Linked DNA regions of Mus musculus: region 2 is linked to region 1. A link is a contact called in public Hi-C data. All regions are on one chromosome and are shown on one strand. Each heading gives the region's core, a stretch centred on a gene start, on an enhancer-like site or on the middle of the called end of the contact. The rest is flanking DNA. Distances are from core to core; before and after follow the strand shown.

The links. A called contact is a pair of places that touch in the nucleus more often than the background predicts.
Region 2: a Hi-C map of muscle stem cells shows a contact between it and region 1, with 4 times the contacts expected there. The contact joins two enhancer-like sites. A contact is called at or near these places in 1 of 484 Hi-C or Micro-C datasets (muscle stem cells) and 1 of 9 other capture datasets (embryonic stem cells).

Annotation. Positions count from the first base shown.
Region 1 is chr17:4,776,136-4,781,465 of GRCm38.p6, forward strand. No RefSeq gene overlaps it. Among named protein-coding and RNA genes, the nearest start is that of Gm34371, 16 kb to the right of the region's middle. Within about 2 kb of position 2,231, at least 20 of the 459 cell types and tissues checked have an H3K27ac peak or open chromatin away from gene starts, as enhancers often do. A contact at or near this core is called in muscle stem cells, where this site is marked.
Region 2 is chr17:5,293,597-5,299,174 of GRCm38.p6, forward strand. All of the region lies in intron 8 of Arid1b (AT rich interactive domain 1B (SWI-like)), which reads left to right. Among named protein-coding and RNA genes, the nearest start is that of Gm34854, 72 kb to the left of the region's middle. Within about 2 kb of position 2,230, at least 181 of the 459 cell types and tissues checked have an H3K27ac peak or open chromatin away from gene starts, as enhancers often do. A contact at or near this core is called in muscle stem cells, where this site is marked.

The sequences.
Region 1 (5,330 bases), core at 981-3,480:
TGGATGATGGGCAGCTGACTGAGCCAGGGTCCCCGACTGAATCAAAAAGAGAAAGCGAGCTGAGCCCAGCCTTCACCCCACTCTGCTTCCTCATGCTAGATGCCTGCCATGTGACCAGCACCTCCTGCTCTCCCTCTCCATGACGCTGGATTATACCTCAGACCAGGAGCCAGAATAAACCCTTCCTTCCTTAATGTGGTTTCTGTCAGGTGTTTTATCACAGTGACAGCAACAAAAGTGCCATTCATTGCACAGGTCACGGGATGAGAGGAGCCTGGTCTGGTCATAGGTATTCCGACCCAAAGAAATTCAGTTCTCAGACGCTAGACCCTTTCTAGCCCTGTGTGTCACCTCTTCTAGGACCTCTGTTTCCTGACCTGTTGCTTGGTAACCTTTTTCAAGACTGACATATTCTGGTCTCCCCCTGTTCCTAATGTTAATCAACCACCTGTAAGTCTTCATGATGTCTTTATACCCGGTGTTGAACGTGGCCATGCCAAGCCTTACCTGCAGTACCAAATTCTGAGGATGCCTGGGGTTTAGTGTGTGGTATCTCCCTGTGGCTCTCTCAGAGGAAAAAATAAAATCTCCCCCAGAAGAAAGCAGCCAACTTATAGTTAAGCCATTCACCCAAAACTAGGTGGCAGGTCCCTTCCATGGTCCTAGGTTCACCTGGGACTTGCTAGCTGAGTCACAGATATTTCTTGGAAGGCAGGTGCACATATACCCAAGCAGAGGGAAATATCCAATCGCTAGACAGGGGATTCTAAGCAGAGGTCTGCAGGTGAGAAAAGACAGGCCTGAGTTCAAATCCCACCAGCACCAGTGTCTTAGAAGCAGAGCCACACAAGAGAGTTAGCTGGGCCCCATCCAGATCAATACTTGCCTGACACCATCCTTAGGAGTTAGGGGTGAGCCTTTGCAGATCTCTGTGAGCATCTAGAGGAGTCTGATACAACCTATGACCCTCACACTCGAGTAGCCTTAGCCTCCTCCAGGTTCCTTAGGGCTTAAGCTGCTCTGTCCCAGGATAGATGTGGGGACAAGAATTTACATCCAGCACTAACACCAGGTGGTATGCTTCGCCTCACTAAGATTTGGGGGCTGTACTGGACCGTCATCAAGTCGCCAGCACTGGAACCTCACCTCCTCCTGGGACTATGAAATGGTGACAATGGCTGCCTCAAAACATAAAGTGTCCACAAGAAACTACTGAGGAACTTGAAAGCATGTGGGATACCTGTGACCCACACACACACACACACACACACACACACACACTCACACATACACACACACACACACTCACATACACACACTCTCTCTCACACACACTCACACACACACATACTCACACACTCTCACACACACACTCACACACACACTCACACACACACACTCTCTCACACACTCTCATACACACACTCACACACACTCACTCACACACACACTCACATACACTCTCACACACACTCACACACACACTCACACACACACATACACACTCTCACACGCACACTCACACACACACACTCACACACACACTCACACACACTCTCTCTCACACACACACATACACACACTCACACACACTCACACACTGAGGAGACCCTCATTACTTAAGCCACCGTGGCTGTGGCTGTGTGCAGTCCTATGTAAGTCCCTATGCTGGTTAGAGATCACACTTGTAGTATTTCCTGGAATTTTTTAAATGTCAAAGGACCTAAAAACCCATGTATTCCTGTTTTCTGGGCAAATTCCAACCCTCTAGAGTTGGTTTTTTGGTTTTTTTTTAATAGAATGGTGCTTATCAGAGGGAAAACATCTGCTCCAGTTTCTTCAATCTCTAATGTATCTAGTCTGCCTTTGTAAAATAGGTATATCGCTAATGACTGAATTCCTGCCAAGGGAATGAAATGATTGTTTCAATCACTTATTCCTCTCATCGGCTTTGCCCTCTGAGGAACAATATCACACAACATAAGTATAATGGATGGGCCACACGTTTTTTCGTTTGTTTTGTTTTGTTTTGTTTCTTCTTGGTATCTTCCTCACTGGCCACCATCAGAGAGAGAGCCGTCCAGAATGGATGCGTTGTTTCCAGGGCCTCCACCTGAAGCACCACGCTGTGGCTTGTGATTGTAAATCTCTTTTTGAGAACTGTCCTTCACCAAGGCCCCAAATGCCAACCCCTGGAGAAGCCTCAGTGGAGCGTGACCATGCCGGGATGCGGCCACCAGAGGGCGCCGCAGAGCAGCACGCCCCCTCCAAAGACTCCCAGCCGCGCCCTCCCAGCCCGGCTGTTTATTGTCAAGAAGGGTGTTTTTTCAAAATCCGCACACACAGAGATGGTTTTCCTTCCACGTTTTCCCCTCTTATTGGTGTTTTTTGTTGTTGTTGTTGTTGTTGTTTTTCTTTCTTTTTTAGCATTTAAGTGATAACCAAATAGGATCTGCTCCTGTTGTTTACACAAGTAAACAAAGATGGCAGTTAGAATAGAATTAGGGTTTTTGTTTTTTGGGTTTTTTTTTAAGTGGAACCTGGGTGTTTAAGTGCTATGAGGAGGAGGTTAGCGGCCGAATGGGAGAAACCCTATACATTATGTTAACAGGAAAGAGTTCGAGGACCAGCCAAAGGTAGGCCTCTGGATCCGACTGAGCCCTACCTAGTACCTGCCAAGCCAGAAGACACCAACCAGGTCCAACAGACATACAACTTAGCTCCTACTGTCCTTTGGTCTCTCTCCCTCTGAAAAATAGCAAAGGAGTTTAGAATCCCATATTACAACCTATTTATACCATATCTTTCAGGGGGGGGTGCATCTTACAGTGGATGTAGCATAATATGCCTCATTTTAACCCCAGTGGTGTTAAGTCTGTGCAACCATTAACCACCACCCATCTCCAGAACTTCACTCTCATCTCACGCTGAAACCGGGAAGCCAGAAAATGCTCCCGGTGACCTCCGTCTCCCTCTGTCCCAGCATGTCTACCCTAACCTCCCAGAAGTACAACAGTACCGTACCTGCCCCTTTGGTGAGTGACGTCATCATTTATTAAAGCTGTTTTTCAAGGTGCAGTCACGCTGTAGCAAGATGTCAGAACTTCATTCCTTCCGTGGGTGAGTACTCTTCTAGCACATTCTTTCTGGTAGCCAGAAGAATGCAGAAAGCAAATCGGAGAGGCCGCCCTGGCCCTTGCCTTTCAGTTGAAGAGTCTAGGCTTTCCCACACAACACAGGGCAAGGAGTCACAGTCAGATCTTCCTGTTCACAGCCACAGCCCCCTCCCCTGCCTTGTGTGGGGTCCTTGGCTAACACTCCTTCAAACACTGACATAGACAGGTGCACCTTTCTCGGCAGAACATCTAATCCACCCCTCCCGGCCAAGCACCTTGTGATCCCCAAACCTGAGACTCAAACTAGGGCATAAACCAAACCTGGAAGAGCCAGCTAGGGTGTGTGCGACTTGGAGAACTATACAGACCCTTTCCAAGGTTCTTACATAGACCAGACAAGCCAACATCCTTTGGTCTCTATATCTCACTTTGCCCAGGGGTTCTAATTGGACCACAGGACTCAAGCCTGGGCACTCAAAGAAAAATACCATGGCTGTATTTCCTTCAAAGTTCTCTGCAATGGATATTCACAGAGGACCATGGTTTCTAACAAAGGTCAGCTGGAAGGACTTGGGGTTCGCTCATGGCCCTATCCTGTTAGTGTTACTGAGACGATCTGACACTCTCTAAAAGCTTCTTATACGTTGTATTCTTTTGTTTTGCATCTGCTCCGTGAGGGAATCAGGTTTTAAAGACACTCAGCTGAGATGCCCCAGCCAGGACTCCTGCCCTTGTTCTGTGACCTCAGAGCCCACGTTTGCCACAGCCTGGCTAAATCACTCCACGTTCAATATTTTCCCCTCCCACGGGTGGAAGCTGTAGAGGGATGTAGTCTTCCAGCCACAGGGGGAACTACCTTTGCTCTGCTCAGCAAACACTTCCTTTGTGCTCTCCAGACAGATGGTTTGAGAAATGACAAGTGGTTTGAGAAATGACAAGAGGATACAGCCCCCTGGAATTCACATCCAAAAAATAACTGGGGGGCTAGGGAGGGGGTTGGTAAAGTTACAAACATGAAGTTGTTCCAAGTTCAAGACCCAGCATCTACATTAAAAAGCCAGGCAGAGTGGTACACCCTTGTAAACATAGCACTGGGGTGGGGGGTGGCTAGGACAGCCACCTTGCGAGGGGGGGGGGGTCCCTGGAGTTCAGTGGCCAATTTGCCTGCTTAATCACTGAGTTCCAGGCCTGTGAAAGAACCTGTCTGAAAAAACTCAAGGTGAAGAGCCCCTGAGAAACCACACTGTGTCTGACCTCTGATCTCCAAAAGTATGCAAACCTACACATACACACACACACACACACACACACACACACACACACACACTAAAAAATATTAGTGGTGGGGGTAATCAAGTTATATCTATAGATGTTGGAATAAGCTGAGATTTGGGCTATATAGCTGTTTTCTGGTATGCTCTGAGAGAATTATTTGTGAGATATCATTCAGGTGGACTATCAATCACCTACATTCTTAGTAACATGTTAAGACCAAACATCTCCACGCTTGCCTCATTGCTGCTGAGACATCTGACGTTCCAAGAGGTCTTGTCCCTTGTTCCAGTAACTTTAACTGTGGGTTGGGGATATTACCTGGGGAAGGAAGGGAGCAGTCAAGACTCTAGCCATAATGTGTTTTACAAACACACGGAGTGTTTGCAGAAACTATCCTTACCCTGGAACCACTGTGGGGAACACAGCAGGAAGCCTGGGTCCATCTTGTTTTATATTCTAAACACTGAGTGCCCTTGCATGATAATAATTTATAGAAAATAAAGCCATACTCAAAGAATGCTGTGTGCCTAAAAAAGGATTAAAGCCTGTCTCAGTGGGCCAAGAGCTTTTTGCAATTACAGCTGCTCCCCATCCTGGGCCATATTTGCCAGTTTCAGAACAAACTAGAGCTGTTTGTGTTGGGCCTTGGTCTGGGGAACCAATAGACTCGGGGTGGAAGGCGACAAGGACGTTTTCTCTCGTTTTCTCTTAACCTGAGAAGACTTGGGAAGAGGTGTTCCCCGTGAACAGTGTTGGCTTTCAATATCTCTGTACCCTAAGAGTTGGGAAACGAACTCTCAGAGCTAATGCCCACTGTTACTCTCAGGATAGCTCTTAGATCACATTCTGAAGGAAGTTGAGGGCACAGGTAGAGAAAAAATATTAGTGGTGGTGGTAATCAAGTTATATCTAGGGCTTGCTGGACTTAGATTTTGGAAT
Region 2 (5,578 bases), core at 980-3,479, 520 kb after region 1:
AGAGTTCCTCTGAAGCGGATGCTCCAGGAATGCAGAGCCCCCAGTCCCATTCTCTGTTCTGAACACTGGCATGTTTCCTTGGAGGAATTACATGGAGATCCGTCACTCCCTCCTTGTTCTGTCTTAGCCCTTTACATTCACTTCAGATCTCCTGACCCTGAGTGTCCAGCCCACAGCCAGCCCCGCCTGGCCACAGGGAATGTTTGAATAGACAGTCTGCTGGAGTCTGGCACAGCTGCTCCCATGTGAATGGCTGAAATGAACTGCCCATTGTTGCAATTCATAACAGCAAGTTACTTCCCTTCTGTTAAGTAGGAAGTATGTGATTGCATCTGACAAGGCCTCTGATGGCACGGAGTGGGTAATGACCTGAGCCAGCAAGGCTGGGCCCCACCTGATGAAAGTCTTGCCATGCTTCCTGAGTCCGTTTATAATAGAAATTCACGGGTTAATACATAGCCATACATTTGTTCTCTGTGTTTAATCAGCAGACCAATCCACACCTTAACCTCACATTCTCCTCCGTTCAGGTGCGGCTGCTTATGTTGATTTCATTCACCTCCAGTTAAAACTATACTGAATTGATAGGTTGAGAATAAATATGAGCATCTTACTTTTCTCTCTTTGACCCTTTCCTCCACCTCTGTTGAGTTTTGCAGAGCTCCACCCCAGGTAGCCATATGGTCCAATGCAGTGTCCTTTATCCCTGTCTGGGACCTTCTCAACTGTGTGTGGAGTAGTGCATGGTCAGGGACTCAGACCTGTGCTTCCGAACAAATCCACAGAACCTGTTCTTGTGTTTACTTTAGGACACCATATGTTAGGTCACTGCTTACCCCAGCCAGGCTGAGGCTGGCACACACCCCATGTTTTCTTCCCAGTACCTCAACTGTTGCAACTGCCAGGCTCCTGTGGTAATGAGCCTGACCAGGACTGGGCAGTAGCAGCATGCCCAGGGCTTGCTGTTGGGAGACCTGGGCATTTACGTTGAAGCTGTCATTGGAAGAGCTCTCAGCAGACCCACGTCACAGGGTCATCTTCCTATCTGTTGTATATCCATCCCATGGCAGTGGGATGGAAGCCTGCATACCTCCATCCAGGTCCTGACTGTGTCTGTCCTTCACCTGACTGCTCCTTCATGCCTGAGAAGAAAAGTAGAAACTGTTAACTGCACAGAAGCAAGGAAGTCCTCTCTGCTCTAAGCCCATCTGGTGTTGATGTTCTGTAGAGGAACCTGTACTGGGCTGCCACCCTGAAAGCCCCTGCCCAGGAGCCTGGACACGGTAGCAGTTGGGCTTGCTGCCTGGGCTGCCCAGGGCAGAGGAGAGACCTCACTGTTCTCTGAGCCTGCCTTGGAGCCAATGAGGCCTGGAATGTTTGACTAGGGGAATCCAACAAAATAATCAAGAGTTTTCTGCCTACACAGTGGTGTTTTAGTCTTGGTGTCAGTGCAGTATTACAGACAGCAAAAGTGCTGCTGTACCCTGCTGTGAAACTGTATGGTTAATAAACTGCATGTGTTACTAGGTGGGTTACTAAACAATAATATTAACAATATTGTTTGTATATATGTTCATTGGATCCTCCCACGCCAAATTCCCCGTTCTTGGTAGTAAGGGACAGTGGACCATTCCCCAGCCCTGTGAACAGTAAACCCAGCTCTGCCCTCGGCCCTGGCTGGCCTGACGCCGAGCTTTCTCACAGTCTTCTTTCCCATCACGTTGCAGACAGCAAGAGCAGAGGGTCATTTTGTCCTGGAAAGTCGTTAATTCTGTAAACATGGTCCTCCATGCGAAGCAACAAAGAATCCTCAGAGCGTGATCCTCCAAGTAAAAGAACTATGAAGTGAGACAGACAGACGCATTCCTGGGAACCTGGCTTTTCCTCTCTTGCACTTTAACATGGTTCCTTCAGGGTCAGTTCATGAGTCTAGAGGAGCAGAAAAACATGTGCCATCAGCTGCTGAGCCACAGGCTCTGTCCTTTCCCAACTCAGGAGTGCTGTTTAGACCCACAAAGCTGGTTTGCTGCGCCTTGCCAAGCCACATTAAGCAGCTGTGTAAAATGAATTTAAATGACATGCATCAGAGTAAAATCTCTTCCACTGGGGCAGAAAATCAATGTTAGCTAACCAGCCTGAGAAGATCGACTGTGCTCCAGCCAGCAACTTCCGGGAGCACTGCCTAGAAGGCTGCACCTCCTCCTTAATTAGAATTGAGAGGAGGAGCAAAGCTGGGGCAACTGTGACTGTCTGCACCTGGCAAAGCCCCCGCGCATGCGCGCGGTGCCCTGCCTGTCCACCTGCTGCCTGGGAAGTTACCGTTCATGTTTACAGTATATCCTTTCTGAAAAAGAAAGAAACCCAAGTATAGTTCCTATTTCAGGCGCCCTCTGTCCCACTTTGCAGCAGACTGGCCTCCTGTGCCTGCTGGCAGAGTGCAGGCTGGGCTGTGGGAACCCAGGGTTTACACGGCTCTGTTCCTGTGGCCGAGAGCCCTGCCCAGTGCACCATAGCTGTCCGTGCTGGAGCTCAGAGCGTCTTACTCTCTCTGCTTGTTTGGTCATCCACCCCCATGGATGGATGTCAGGTGAAACCAGTTTAGGGCATGCATTTCTTTTGAGGGGAGGGAGTGAACACTTAGCCTTTGGGGCGCCAGCGTTTGTTTTAATGTTCGCTTCATCACTCCCAAAGAGCCTGGAACCTGAAAAAGAATTACAAAAGGACAAATTATTGATGAAGGTTGGAAGTGTGTGTCTAATTCAGCTAAGTAGCTAACAAAGAGGAAGGATTGTGTATGGCTGTTATGATGTGGACATTCACAAGTTGATTGTAAAATACAGAAGAAAATAGCAGTTTAGCTGTTTGAAAAGGGGTTTCATTGATATCATTTTAGGGTGATTTGTAAGTGTATAATCCACTTGCAACACGAAATAAGCTACAAATATATAGGTTGTTTCTGTTGTTGATCTTTTGGATGAAGGAGAAGATCAGTAATAGAAAGTGGTATGGATCCGTTATGTTAAGCACATGATGGTACCCAAGCATTCAAAGCTAATGACGTACAAGGAGTGGTTGTACTCAGAAAGGGCCTCACTGTGCATTGTTTTAAAGTGTCGATAGTTCGTGTGAAGGTATTCTCAAGAGTGCATCATCCGAGTAGAGTCTGCCAGAAGCTTGGGAAGACCTTGGCCCCTGCTTCCTGAAGAGGCTTTGCTGTGAATCCTCGACACCTCCATAGCTTATAGGATGTTTGCAGTGACCAAGTCTATTATCTGTAACCTTGACAGCACGTGCAGTCATGTGAGAGAGCTTTCCTCAGCCCTACAATGTGCCCTGCCTCATTCCTTCATTCTAGGAAGAACTTGTGGTTCTAAACAGTTAGCCTCTTTGCCAAATACAGTAGTTGGTACATGGAGCTGGGTCCTTAAGAATTGCCTAGATGTGTCTTTCTTAGAAGGTCTTCCAAGCAAGAGCCATGACTTTACAAAAGACTGACAAATTCCTGGGTCTCGTGAAGCCAGGATGGTTGGAAGGAACTCCATCCCTCAATGACAGTCCCCAACCCCCAGCACAGTATAAACGTTGCCAGCTTCTTAAGATGATGTCCCAGGTCTGCTGTTGTCTGAGAGATCGTCAGTCTGTTCTCATTGTGTTGGCTCCCAAAAGAGCAGAGCTTCAATTACAGGCTCAGAATCTGGAGCAAGAAGGTTTTTGGACACTGTTTAGTCTCTGCCCTTTATTTTATGCTGGAAGGTGCTGATATTACTGGGGTCACTAGAGGTCATTGAAGTAGTGGCAAGGCATAGCAGATGCAAGGGCTGTCTGTCTTGTTCCGTGCAGTGCTGTCCCTAAACTTGGTGAAGGGGTGAACTCTTGCTTTGCATACGCGTTATCCTATAAAAGCTATTCTGCTACTAGAAAATGAACCTGGCTATGTGTCTGAGCAAGGCCATTCTCTCTGCAGAGGGCTGAGCTCCAGCGGCTTGTGCTAAAGAGGATCTGGGCTGTGCACTGGCCCGGGGCCTGGAGCCTGGGCAGCTTGGGACCTTGTTGCAGGGCAGGAGTAGGCCCTTACTGGCACAGATGGGTTGGATTCCAGTCTGTTTCACCCTGTGGTTGCCCATGCTGGGGCCGCTTCTGCCATCATTAAAACGGAGGGAGAAGCAGCTGTGGGGTGCAGGCCACATGCTGGACTTTGTCTGCTGTCCCTGGAGGAGTCACCATGGTCTCAACAAGCATCAGGGGGAGGAGACTCTCAGACTTAGTTTTTAAAAATAAATGAATGCTAGAATCAGTCAGTTAGAAGCCTCACTCTGCTTGACTAGAAGGCAGTCCCACTAAGAAGCCGGAACGCGAGCAGATAGACCTACAAGCAGGGAGCTGTGACCATGAGCTGACACCTCTTTCATCCTTCTCACCTCTCAGAGGAATGGATGACCTTTGAAATCACATGGTGGTCACTACTCTATGGCCAACAACACAAGCATTTGAAGTTTGGAAGGAACTGAGCTTCGCAAGACTAGGCGACCAGCAGCCTTCCTCTGTGGAGGACGATCTGGACCTGATCCAGACAGAGAGATGTTAGTCTGGCTTTTCGGCAGAGACCCTTGGGCCTGTACTGGTGTGTACCACACATCCGCTCTCCGAGCAGCTCTTGTTAAGACACACCATTCCTGTATAATTCATAGCCTGTACCGCTCTTTGCCGGCAAGGTACTTTCTCAGTGTTTTGCTCTGAGGCTAGCCTGATGCCGTTCTGCTGATGGACGTGAAGCTGCTGATGTGGAAACACATTAATGGAAAGAGTGCATTAAAATGTCAGAGACCAGCTCCCCCCTCCCGCCACCCTACCCCCCCAAAATCCACAGCCCAAGCCCCTGGTTATAGTAAGGTCCCCGTGCTGGAGACAGTGAGTGATTTGAATTAACTAAAATTTAGCCCTTTGGATTTTGGAAAACTAGGTTTCAAAGGGCTGAAATAGAGTCTTTATTTCAGAAATGAGATAGATAGGAGCTTTTGTGTTGTCATCTAAATAATGTGCTTTCCTTCTTTGTCCATTTTTTTCTACTCCAACCTTAGAATTTGAATGAATATTATGTCATTTTAAGATTATGATTTCAATTAACTCTTTCAGAGTTACAAAGTAATTATGGAAGCTATAAAATATAAATCTTCAGATAAAAATATAGTAAAACATAAATTCTAAAAAGACTGAGTTTTCCTTAAAAGATGAGGCCCAGTGAATCAAATCAAAGGCATATCAAACCTTTAATGGACTTCAAGTCCATAATCTAATGGGTGATTGTCACCCCAGGCAGGCGGAGGTGGGGGTGAGGATATGGTTTAACACATGTCCTAAGTGGTTCAGCTGAGTGGGGGTACCCAGGACCCCCTGATCCCCCAAAGCACTCATGACGAGCAAGGGTGGGAAAGGGGAGAGAGCTGGGCAGGACTGCCTTCTTCATGCTGGGCATCAAGCCAGAGGCCACTGAAGCAGCTGCCCTGGGCAGGATTGGGAGGAGCAAGGTTTGATGAAAACCTGGCTGTTACTCAGGCCAGAGCTCCTTTCCACAGATGCA